Regions from separate parts of the Mus musculus genome. Here all the other regions are linked to region 3. The links are chromatin contacts, called in public HiChIP or PLAC-seq and promoter capture Hi-C maps. All regions are on one chromosome and are shown on one strand. Each heading gives the region's core, a stretch centred on a gene start, on an enhancer-like site or on the middle of the called end of the contact. The rest is flanking DNA. Distances are from core to core; before and after follow the strand shown.

The links. Promoter capture Hi-C pulls out the DNA fragments that hold promoters and counts their contacts. HiChIP or PLAC-seq counts read pairs in DNA pulled down with a chosen protein or histone mark.
Region 1: a contact with region 3 is called in a promoter capture Hi-C map of the C10 cell line, with 2.4 times the contacts expected there. The contact joins the promoter of Lsp1 here to the promoter of Ap2a2 in region 3. A contact is called at or near these places in 2 of 39 promoter capture datasets (the C10 cell line and neutrophils) and 1 of 484 Hi-C or Micro-C datasets (muscle stem cells).
Region 2: an H3K27ac HiChIP or PLAC-seq map of thymic regulatory T cells shows a contact between it and region 3, with 5 times the contacts expected there. The contact joins the promoter of Mrpl23 here to the promoter of Ap2a2 in region 3. A contact is called at or near these places in 1 of 39 promoter capture datasets (the C10 cell line), 1 of 484 Hi-C or Micro-C datasets (embryonic stem cells) and 1 of 115 datasets of contacts at active chromatin or transcription factors (thymic regulatory T cells).

The regions. Positions count from the first base shown.
Region 1 is chr7:142,459,340-142,462,890 of GRCm38.p6, forward strand. It overlaps Lsp1 (lymphocyte specific 1), which reads left to right and starts at 1,473. Exons shown (of 11, transcript NM_001136071.2): 1 at 1,473-1,627. The coding sequence starts at 1,560.
Region 2 is chr7:142,531,049-142,534,295 of GRCm38.p6, forward strand. Mrpl23 (mitochondrial ribosomal protein L23) reads left to right here and starts at 1,984. Exons shown (of 5, transcript NM_011288.2): 1 at 1,984-2,146. The coding sequence starts at 2,130.
Region 3 is chr7:141,559,902-141,563,540 of GRCm38.p6, forward strand. Ap2a2 (adaptor-related protein complex 2, alpha 2 subunit) reads left to right here and starts at 2,279. Exons shown (of 22, transcript NM_007459.3): 1 at 2,279-2,525. The coding sequence starts at 2,459.

The DNA.
Region 1 (3,551 bases), core at 223-2,722, 900 kb after region 3:
TGAAACCAATCCAGTCTGTAGGTAGCCAATGGTCTCCACCTCTCCATCCCCCAGCCCTAAGGACAAACAGGCCACAGAAAGTTCATAGATTAGTGGCTGGAATGCACCGATAAGGTGCCTGGATGGCGAGGCCCTGTGACAGACATAGGAACCAGTGAAAACCTCTTAAGAGGTGTCAGGACAGAAGTGGCATAACTCTGTCACCTGCCAAATGCATTCCCAGCCACTTATCAACAGAGCACTTAGGAGGGTCCCAAGGAAGCAAAGTGCAAAAGGAGAGAGAGAGGAGGCTGAAGAAAAAGCAGGCAGGTGTCCTGCCCAGTCTGCTGAACAATACTCACTCTTCCTGTTGCCCCCTCCTCAGGACTGGGATAGAGTAAGCAAGGCTTTGCCTCCACTGGACCATGTGGATAAGAAAGGGCTCCCTGCAGTCAGGCAGGCTTGCAAACACAGGTCTACCTCTAGATGATACTCTACAGCTTCTACTAAGTTTCCCAACACCCTAAGGCTCTCTTGCCTTTCTGCACTTCTCCTGTAAGACCTCATAGTGAGATTTCCGAGGTCACTCATTGCCCAGTGCTGGGAAATAGGGCACTGGCTCCTTTCTTTCTATCTCTTGGGTCAGCAAGCTTCAAAGAGAGAGTCTCTACCATGTTGTGGCTGCCTCAACTTGGCCCAGTGACACTTTAGCCCAAGTCCCGGGACTTTGGGATCTGGCTATCACATTCCCCATCATTCCTTTATAGTCCCTTTGGTTCCCTCCCAAAAGCCTCAGTCCTTCCTCTGGTGCTGCCTCTCAGGAGAACCCATGACCCACCCCAGCATAGCTGGGAACATCAACCGACTCTTCGACTGGTTCCAAATGCCCAGAGCACAGAGGCAGGATTAGAGAGAGCTGATGGAGCAGGGAGACAAGAGCGTCCAGCAGCTAGGAATGGAGACAGATAGAGACAAGCTCTAGAACCACAGACTAGGGGAGCACCACATGTGGGACCCTGGACATGGCTGGGGAGCAAAGGCTAACTAAGAGTGTCCAAGGCCATGACCTTGAAGCATCAAGAACTAGTTCCACCATGTTCATTGAGCACACTTGGAAGCACAGAAGATTTCCATGCAAAGCAATTGAAAGCAGTCCACGGACACTAAAGGGACCATGAATTCTGGACATTGTGGGAGACATAGCTACTCTCAGGTCTATGGACCAGAGTTGCAAGGAGTAGCCTTACTCACCTCTACCCTCAGCCCTTTTCTGTCATTCCAGGAGGCTATAGCTTGCTTGCTCAACACTTCCTGATGAGTGGTTTGGGTTTAGTTGGTTTTTGGTTTTTTGTTTTTTTGTTTTGTTTTGTTTTGTTTTAACTCTTCTTCTGTTGCAGCAACATAGGAAAAAAAAAAAAAAAACCCAAGCCCCATAGGTTTCAAACCTCAACCTGCTACAGGAAGGAGGAAGTGAAACCTGGGGCGGGAAGGGTGGGGGGCTGAGGCTCTAGGCCACCGCCCATCTACAGAGAAACACCAGGAGCCATAACAAGTGCACCCACACCGAAGACACCAGGCCCATGGCGGAGGCTGCCATCGATCCCAGATGCGAGGAACAGGAAGAGCTCCATGCAGAAGACAGCGAAGGGTGAGTTCCACTATGGGCAGTTTGCTTTGTGCCAAGTGCTGAGTAGGCAGAATCTCAGATAGGACTTAGATAGCCTTCAGAAACCCTCTCTTACCAGAGAGGTGTGTATCTCCTCTATCTCCCTCTGCAGCTTGGCCTAACTGGGAAAGGCTATCTTCCTGGCTAGGGTTCATAGCCAGAATAGAGAAGATGGATGCTTGGTGTGGAAGGGACTGGGAGTGGCTGGATATGGCCTGAACAGCAGGAGAGAGCAGTAGCTGTGTTGGGAGAAACTAGGCCTAGGAATCCTGACCTCATGCACCTATAGGCTTGTCTGAGGGGTCTGGCCTGCCTTAAGATACTGAGAGGTGACCAGGCCTCAGGGGTTCCCAAAGCTGCTATGTGAGGATAGAGAAGGTCAATGGTGTCTTATGGACCAGGCACTGTTGTTAAGTACAGTGGGTATGGGAATGAACATTGGCAAAGGTAAAGGGGGCCACTGCCCTGCAACAGACAGGGCTGGGCAGAGGCCTTTAGGCTGTCAGCTGCTTAAGGGCATCTGCAATTTAAAGGGATGTGAAGGGTGTTCCCTGTCTTTCCTGTGTTGGGTCATAAGGTGGGGGTGGGGGTAATGAGAAGGGAAGCTGTTAGTGGGTAGACATGGAGACCAAGCCAGGCCATTGGTGCCTGCCCTGCCCTGTCCCAGGAACAGGTCTCAGAAGAGGGTGTCAGGTCTTGGGGACAGGTCAGAGGCTAGCAGCCTCATGGGAGCAGGATGTGGGGGCTGCGGTCCAGGTGTGTAAGAGGAAGGGGAAGAAAGAGGTAAAACATAAAATTGCTACCGGAGCTGCCAGGCTGCCAGGGAGAGTGTGACTCTTAGGGTTCAGCCACAGGCTCAAGGAGATAAGGCCCACCTTAGCAGGGGTTGCAGGGTCTCTGCAGTTCGCAAGCCGGACGCCAGATCTTGGGCAGGAACAGCAATTCCTCAATCCTTATCAATGATAATGGGAAGAAACCTCACTTTGAGGGGTGCATGTTGGGGGGTCTCCACACTATTGCTTTGCATTTGGACCCTGGTTAGAAAGTTGTCCAAGGAACCCTCAGGCTAGGAAAGGAGTCTGAGGCTAAGCAGAGACTGGCCTGGTCTGGGTCAGCACCCTTGTGCCAGCCTTGGGATTCCAGGGCCATGTTGTTCCCAGAAAGGCTCTATGAAGTCTGTCTCCTGGGAAGGGGGACATGCATCGTGACATCCCAAGAAGGGCTCCAAGGACACTCTGCCCAGGCTGGATGAGGACACAAGCTGCGGGGTGTGTGGAACAGGGTGATCAGTCAACAGCTGTGACCCTGTTCAGAAATGACTGCACGTCAGTGCCCCTGCCACCTTGTGCCCATAGAAGGGCAGCTTCAAGCAGCCAAGCCAGCCCCACCCTCCTCCTAGGCCCTTCCTCAGCCCCCTCTCTCAGCTGTCTCAAATGCCGAGGTCTAAGCAGCACAGTGAAGGGTGCCCACAGCTCTGGCGGTCCCAGCCGATCCCTAGTCATCTTGCTGTAGGACCGGAGCTGGGCTGCACCTGTGCCTGTCAGTCAGGAACTCCTGTTCCACAATCCTACAGCCTTAAAGGGGCCTGGGAGCCCCTTAAAGACCTCCTCCCCAAAATGGAGGAAGAAAGAACAAAGTGCACCACCGACCTTTCAAAATGAAACTGAGACCCTGGAGGAGGAGATACTGTGCCTGCTGTACAGGGTGACTCACAGACCAGGGATTCTCCTGTTTGAAGTGGTAAAGTCCCCAGTGCCCAGAAGGGGTTATTTGGTCTAAGAAGTTCCCATTCAGGAAGCCCCAGAAGCCCAGAGCTGAACAGGGTCAGTTTGGGCTGGATCAGATCAGGGGGAATCCCCATGCTGTGCTGTCCACAGTAGAGCAGGTGCATCAGGCAGAAGCCAGG
Region 2 (3,247 bases), core at 734-3,233, 970 kb after region 3:
CCCACAAGGGACCCTTTCCTTCACCCTTTGTCTTCCAAGCTGTGAGGACCCCAGCTCCCACAGGGCCACTTGGCTTCTCCCTGCTCAGCACCTTCTTTGACTAGGGAGTCTTTTTCTCCCAGAGTTACGTACACCATATGTCACATATAAGGTCACCTCACACTTAAATGCTTTCTTCCCAGGGGGAGTCTCAGAACCACCTAATTTTAGAGCTGGCCAGCAAGATAGCTCAGTTTGGGTAAAGGTGCAAGACTCATGAATCTAAATTCAATCTCCCAGTCCTACATGGTCTACCAAGTCTCTTCCCAAGCAGTGGCCAGCTAGGGAACTAATTTTTTGTTACAACCCTGAGCCCATCTTAAATATGGCTAACAACAGTCTTTACTAAGGAAAGGACAACCTTGTACTTTTCTGGTCCTTGTGTTCCTTTTTTTTTAGCCTTCGGCCTCTTGGAGGAGGTGTGGAATGGTACTGTAGCGGGCTACGGCAGTCCAGTCAGGCCGAGCAATGGGTGACAGAAGAAGTGGGAGAAAACCCCAGAAGTCTGATCTGGAGAGGAAGAGAGATGGGGCTCAGAACTCAGGCTAGGCTAATATCATCTGCTGCTGGGTCATAGCCACATTCATTTTGTAACACTACACAGGAGTGGATATGGGCAGGGATCTGTGCTCACAACTCACCTCTAATCCTTCATCCTAGGGGACCCCAGTGGTCATTTTGATCATTAAATGGGTGACCTAGATGCTTCTCCCAGAGCCACCATGATGGCCTCTTATAATGTGCCTGATATCTCCACCCATGTCTCCTTTCCTGAGCCCCCAAACACAACTATGTTGCCGTGGGGTACAGACAGAAACTTAACAAGGACCGAGGGAGCTGGAAAGCAGCAGAGAGAACCTATGGGGAGAGATGGGCCAGGAAGCAGGAGAGAGCAGCAAGACCACCAAGTCGGGACAAGAGCTATGGGCAGGGATCCCTTAGTTAGGACGAAGCTGGAGGGTCTCTGACCTGCAGGGCTGAGGACTTGTGAACAGCAAGGCCTTGGGAGGCTAGTGGCCTCTTGAAGGAGGTGTGGCCAGGGGCTCCTGGGACAGGGAGTATGCAGTGCTGCTGGGCTGCAAATGTGGCTGGGCAGCCAAGAAAGGGAGGGAAGGAGAAAGGAGGGGGTCCTGGGAGTCTTGCCTGGAAGGGAAAACAACCCAGTCTGGATTGGGAGAGGGGCCGTAGACTTCATACAAGAGATCCAGTCCACCCCACCCTTCCCCATCTCTGCTGCCCAAGGGATTGTTGGCGAGGCTGTGACTTAATTGTTGAGGGGGGCTAGGGTCCTATGTGGGATAGGGCATGGGTGTAGCCTCTGATGTGCTTATGTGGGAAAGGGGACAAAGAGCTGGCAGAGCCTAGAGAAAGACTAGGCTGTGGAACACAGGGTGGGGGCTATGTGGCCAGGCCTTGGTGAGCCTTATGGGGTGGTTTCGTCCAGTCCAGAAAAAGGGGAGTGGGGACAAAGGTACTGCTGGACCACCTACAGCAAGGGAACAGAGTAGATTCACAGAGCAGATTTGGGGGGGGGGGTACAAGGTGTATGACTGTGCTTGGTGGGGCCATGCAATGTTGGGGTGGGGAAACAGGATAGTAGTTGCCCTTTGTAGAATCCACCAGCCAGCAGTGCAGAGATGCGGGACTGCTCATGGCAAAGTGTGGTGCCCTTGTGGGTGGGAAAGCATGTACTGTAGGGTGCTTACAGGTTGAAGAACAGGGAGGTACACTATACACCGAGAGGTATGCAGGATTCTGTGTGGTGCTGGGATGGGGCAAATGGGTACAGAGTGTATGCCGGCTTTTTGCGGGGCCGGGTGAGGGGCGGGGCTGTTCACTGTTTTTATGGCTGAGAGGCGGGGTGCGCTGTGCCGGGGGCGGTGCGCAAGCAGCTTACGGTGCACGGGTGGGGGAGGGGCTTTTCGGGTGCGGGGTTGGGGGTGGGGTGGGGTTTGCGGGACACCGAAAGTGCGGGGCCCTGCGGTGCAGGGAGAGGGTAGCGCGGCCTCCGGAAGCGAGGGGGCGCTGTGCCAGCGCGGGCGCTGTGCGGGGCGGGTGTCGCTCCTTCCTGACCAGGAGGTGCGGCTGCCATGGCGCGGAATGTGTTGTGAGTAAAGTCGTGACCCGCGGAACGGGCTAAGCAGCCCAGGTCGGGTGGGTGCGGGGCCCGGGCCGGAAGCCGGAGGCGCCCGCACGCGGCGGGAAACCCGCCAGGGTCCACGCGGCAGGGCCACCTCGGCTTAGTGTCCTGGCTGTCAATCACAGCCAGCGGCTACAGCCTGCTTTGGCAGACAGCCAGGGCTGAGCCAGGATTGGCCGTTGCCTGCAGGACCCCTGGCCCAAGTCCCCCAAAGTTGCTACATTCACCGGTCTCCACGTGGCCAGCAGTGCTAGCCTCCCACAGTCTGAGCCGGAAACATGTGTTCAGTAAACACGTGACCCACTGGTTGGGTGGCCCTAGGTTGAGCATTAATGCGGTTTTGAGAGTTCTCGTGGAAGCAGAATTGGGGGGACCCTGCAATAAGAAGGGGTGAGGGCTGGTTCCCTGGTGGGCAACCTTGTGATTTCTTTCCGCAGACTGGCTGGGAGACCAGGGACCTCTGAACCAGGCCAGTGTGAGGCAGGGCCAGTCTAGTTCAGCTTTTGGGCTCACCCCCTGGCTTTGCAGGGAGCTGGTTGGACCCATGCGTGAATGAGTGACAGGTGGGTGGGGGCAGAGTGAGACCAGGGATGAGACCTGAGCTTTGAGGAGGACTAGGTTAACAGCCTACCAGTTGGGAACCAGGCTCCCAGCGAGAAGAGAGAGCCAAGAGTTCCATTTGAGATATGCTGTTTGGGGCTGCTCATAAAAAAAAAAATAATAATAGTAGAAAAGAAGTTAAGAGAGCCCTAAAAGGCCAGACCTCTAATTTGACCATTAGGTAGGCTCTTGAGTCATTGAGTTTGGCAAACATTTAGCGATGGGGCCTGCTTCTGAGGCTCCCACCATGCTACCTTGGGAGTCATCTGAAACTCTGGTACCTGCTTCTCAGCCCTGAAACTTCTCTGGTGCCCTCAGCTTGGTGCTTCCAGTGTGGTGCTCCCAAGACTTAGAGGTCTGGCCCACATGCCACACCTCGGTTATCAGTGTGACCCTAGGGTGGTCCTGTGTACCCACCCTCCACCTGGGGACCATGAACTATGAGTCTCTAGTAATCCCAGTCCTTGA
Region 3 (3,639 bases), core at 1,029-3,528:
TCTGCCTCCCAAGTGCTGGGGTTAAAGGGGCATGCCCCCTTGTCACTTCTGATGACCACAGGTAGTCATCTAATCACAAAGATAGCCACTGGGTCTGAGGACTTCTGCATTCCTGCCCTTCAATATGATCAGGATCTAGCCAAACCTGTACTAGGCAGAGAACCCCAAGATTTTGTATAAGGTTCATTATCTGTAACTTACTGAAGAAGCTACAGGAAGGAAACTGGGTCATTTGTAAAACTGACTGGAGGCGGGCAAGAGCAGAGCTAGGAGAGCATAGGAAATGAGACAGGGCAGGGCTGTCTGTCTGGGATGCTCTGCTGTCCCCTCTATCAAACTGCAGTTGGAGCTTGCAGCGCCCTTCCAACCTGTGGAGGAAGGCAGGGCTTTCAGTACCATCTGTCTTTGGGGAAAATACTGTGACAAGTCTCTAGTTCAGACAACTTAAACAGAATTGTTCTCAAGGCACATTACCAATGGCAGCCTCTCCTTCAGTGAGTGGTTTGGAAGGATCATGTGCTCAGGTTCAAGGCTTCGGTGTGGGGAAAGTGATCTGGTGGCTTGTGTATCTGAGATGGCCATAGGTGGCACTGGCCATAGGTGGAGTCTTTCCTGTGTCCACTTGTCAGGCCTGATGTGGCACACTTGTGCGACACTTTATTATTATTTATTTTTGCTGTGACAAAAGCAAGCTAGGAAAAGGTTTTGTAGAAGCTCACAGTTGGAGGATATGTTCTCTCAGAATGGGAAGTCATGACTGTAAGAGCTCAGGCAGCTCGTCACATTGTCACCACAGCCAGGAAACAGATGAATGCTGTTGCTCACCCCGTTCCTTTTTATTCCGCTCAGGACCCTTACAGCCTATATTTATGGTGGGCCTCAATCAGACTAATCTAGAAACTTCCTGACAGGTGTGTCCAGATGTTTGTTTTCATGATGAGTGTAGTAGATCCTATCCAATATGACAACCAAGATTAACCATTTTTTAGACATGGCTCAGTGGGTAAAGGTGCTTCCTGGGACTCACAAGGTGGAAGGAAAAAAATTGACTCTCACAAAGTGTCCTTTGAGTTCCACATTGCACACCCCTTTCAATAAATAATTTATAATGAAATTATTTAAAATACTAACTATAGGATGGCTGTGGTGACTCTCAGAGTCAGTACAATGGAGGAGTCTGAGAATCTCCTGCAGTCTCATTCCTGTCTGGGCATAAGCAATGGGATTCCTATTGCCACCTGTCCAGCACTCCTTATATGGCCCAGAAGCATCTTTTTGATGGTGCAGACAAGCTGGAGGAAGTTTATTTTCTGGTGCTGGCTCTTTCACCTCTTAAAAAGTCAGGCAAATTCAGCAGCCTCACCAGAGATTTGGCTTATTATGTTCTCAGTTTCTTCCATCAGTCCTGGGACCTTGGTGGACTGCCTGATTTATAGGAGGGTCGTGCCTCTTATTCTCTGGACTAGGCTCTACCACATCTGTATAAAAGCAAGGGACAGAGAGTTCTGCCTAGTGGGTCTGGATCATGATAACCACCTTAGGTGTGAAGCTTCCTCTTCACAGAAGAGAGCTAGGGAAGAGCCACCATGATCTCCACTTCCTGGAGTGGTGGGCCAATCCCGCTCTTCTGCAAAATGGGTCCATAGGAAGGATCCAATGGGGCCACCTCGCTAGAGAGGGGAACAGGGGAGCAGAAGCAATAAGCAAAGGGGCCTGGATGAATGCTGAGAGGTTGTACTCCAGACAACAGTCACCTCGGCAAGAGTGGTCAGTCTAGCTTCAAGCCTCAGTTTCCCCATTTGTAAGGGAAGTAGGAACCTGGAGTAGCGCTTCCTTTTGTCCCAGTTTAGAGGCTTGTAAACGCCTCTCACTCCGGTTCCACGCCGGTGGCCTGGGGTAGGTCAGTCCAACTGCCAGGGCTCTGGGGCCGGTTTGCACAGGCAAAGGTTGACTGCTGTAGGTGCTAGTGCAGCCCGCTCCTCCCCTACACCCCTGTGTGACACTGGGTTGATCCCGCACTGGTGTCAGTGTCTCTGTCTAGGTAAAGCCGGGCTCACCCGTGAGAGCGAGATCGGGGCTACTCCGGTATACATTGGAAGGATCCTTCACCAGGCGGTGATACCAGGAGGTGTAGCGCCTGCGCGCTCCGCACAGCTCCGGTTCTCCAAGCAGCAATCCGGCTCTATCCCGCGCCACGCCCCCATCCTCCTCGTCCTCCCCCCGCCCCCCAGCACCGCGAGAATGCGCACGCTCTCTTGCACCGCCCGTCGCCGGGCGCGAGGCTCAGCGTGCGCGCCAGCGCGTGCGTCGTGCGTGCTCGCGCGCGCAGCCCAGCGAGCGGCGCTCGGGGGCCCGAGGCGGCTGTGGCTAGGCGGCTCCGCGCTCCAGGGCTCTTCGGCGTGACCGCCGCGCCCGTGCTGTTCTAGCCCGCCGCCGAGGCCGCTCCCGGGGCGCAAAGATGCCGGCCGTATCCAAGGGGGACGGGATGCGAGGCCTAGCGGTCTTCATCTCCGACATCCGCAACTGTGAGTGCCAGACGCCGGGCGGGCCTGAGCGGGGGCGCGGCCGGGGGTCCGCAGGTGCGGCCGGGGGTCTGGGGGGTTCGGCCGGAACGGGGAGAGGGGTGTGGGCCGGTGCGCGGGTCCGCTCAGGCTTGAGAAGGAGGGCTGTGGAGTGCAGATCGCGCGGTGGGGCGGGGGTCCCGCGCGGGCGCTTAGGGTGCAGAGCGCGCGTCCTGGGTGCACATCTGGCGGGAGTTGGTAGCCTGCTGCGGGGGGACCAGACTGGGGTGATGGTGGTGGTGTCCCAAGTCCTGACCCGAAGATGAGGTGTAGAGTGAAGATTCGTGCTGGTGAGTGGGGCAGGGTCCTGGAGGTGCAAATCTGGCAGTGGGGTTGGGGTAGGAGCAGAGATGTTAGGCAGAGATCTGGGGTGCGGACCCCTGGTAGAGTGATTGCATGTATGGGTTTGGACAGTTGGGAGATTGCCTGTGGGTGTTCAGACTGAGGTGCGGGGCTTAGGTGTCTTGAGATCTAGGTGTAGCGATGGGAGTGCGGGGCGCGGTGGGGAGTCTGTGGGGTTTGTGGCACAGTCGAGGGGTTTCCGGCCCTAGACGCCCCTCCCCAGCATGATGTCATCTTGGTCTTTCTAGTAATGGAGCCTTTAACCCAGCCTTTTCCAAAACAGCGTGGATTTCTCTTTGGGCGGGGATAGGGACACTATACGTCTCTCGGACCTGATTCAGGCGGCATGTTGGGCGATGATTAGATCTCACCCACTGCGATTAAAGTGACTCATTCCCCCAGGGAACCGGGAGCAGCCGGGTGTGGATGCTGGAAGCTGCGCCTGCTTCTCCGCTGAGCAGTTCTGTAGCCAGTGTCCCCTGGGTGGAAAAAAAAAATCTGCTCAAAGTGAAATGGGTCGGAAGGTTAAAGGTCAGGCAGGGCGGGTGCCCAGGACTTTGGCTTACAGAAACTTCTGAGGGTTATCAGACACCCCCTTACTGATGAGAAGAAAAGCCATTTTCCTGTCAGTTTATTTTTTTCTTGGTATCCAGCAAATAGCTGACTCCATGATTTTTGTTACTTTAGAGATTAATATGCTTCCTGAGGAATTTTGCCCAGTGTGTCGTCACACTAA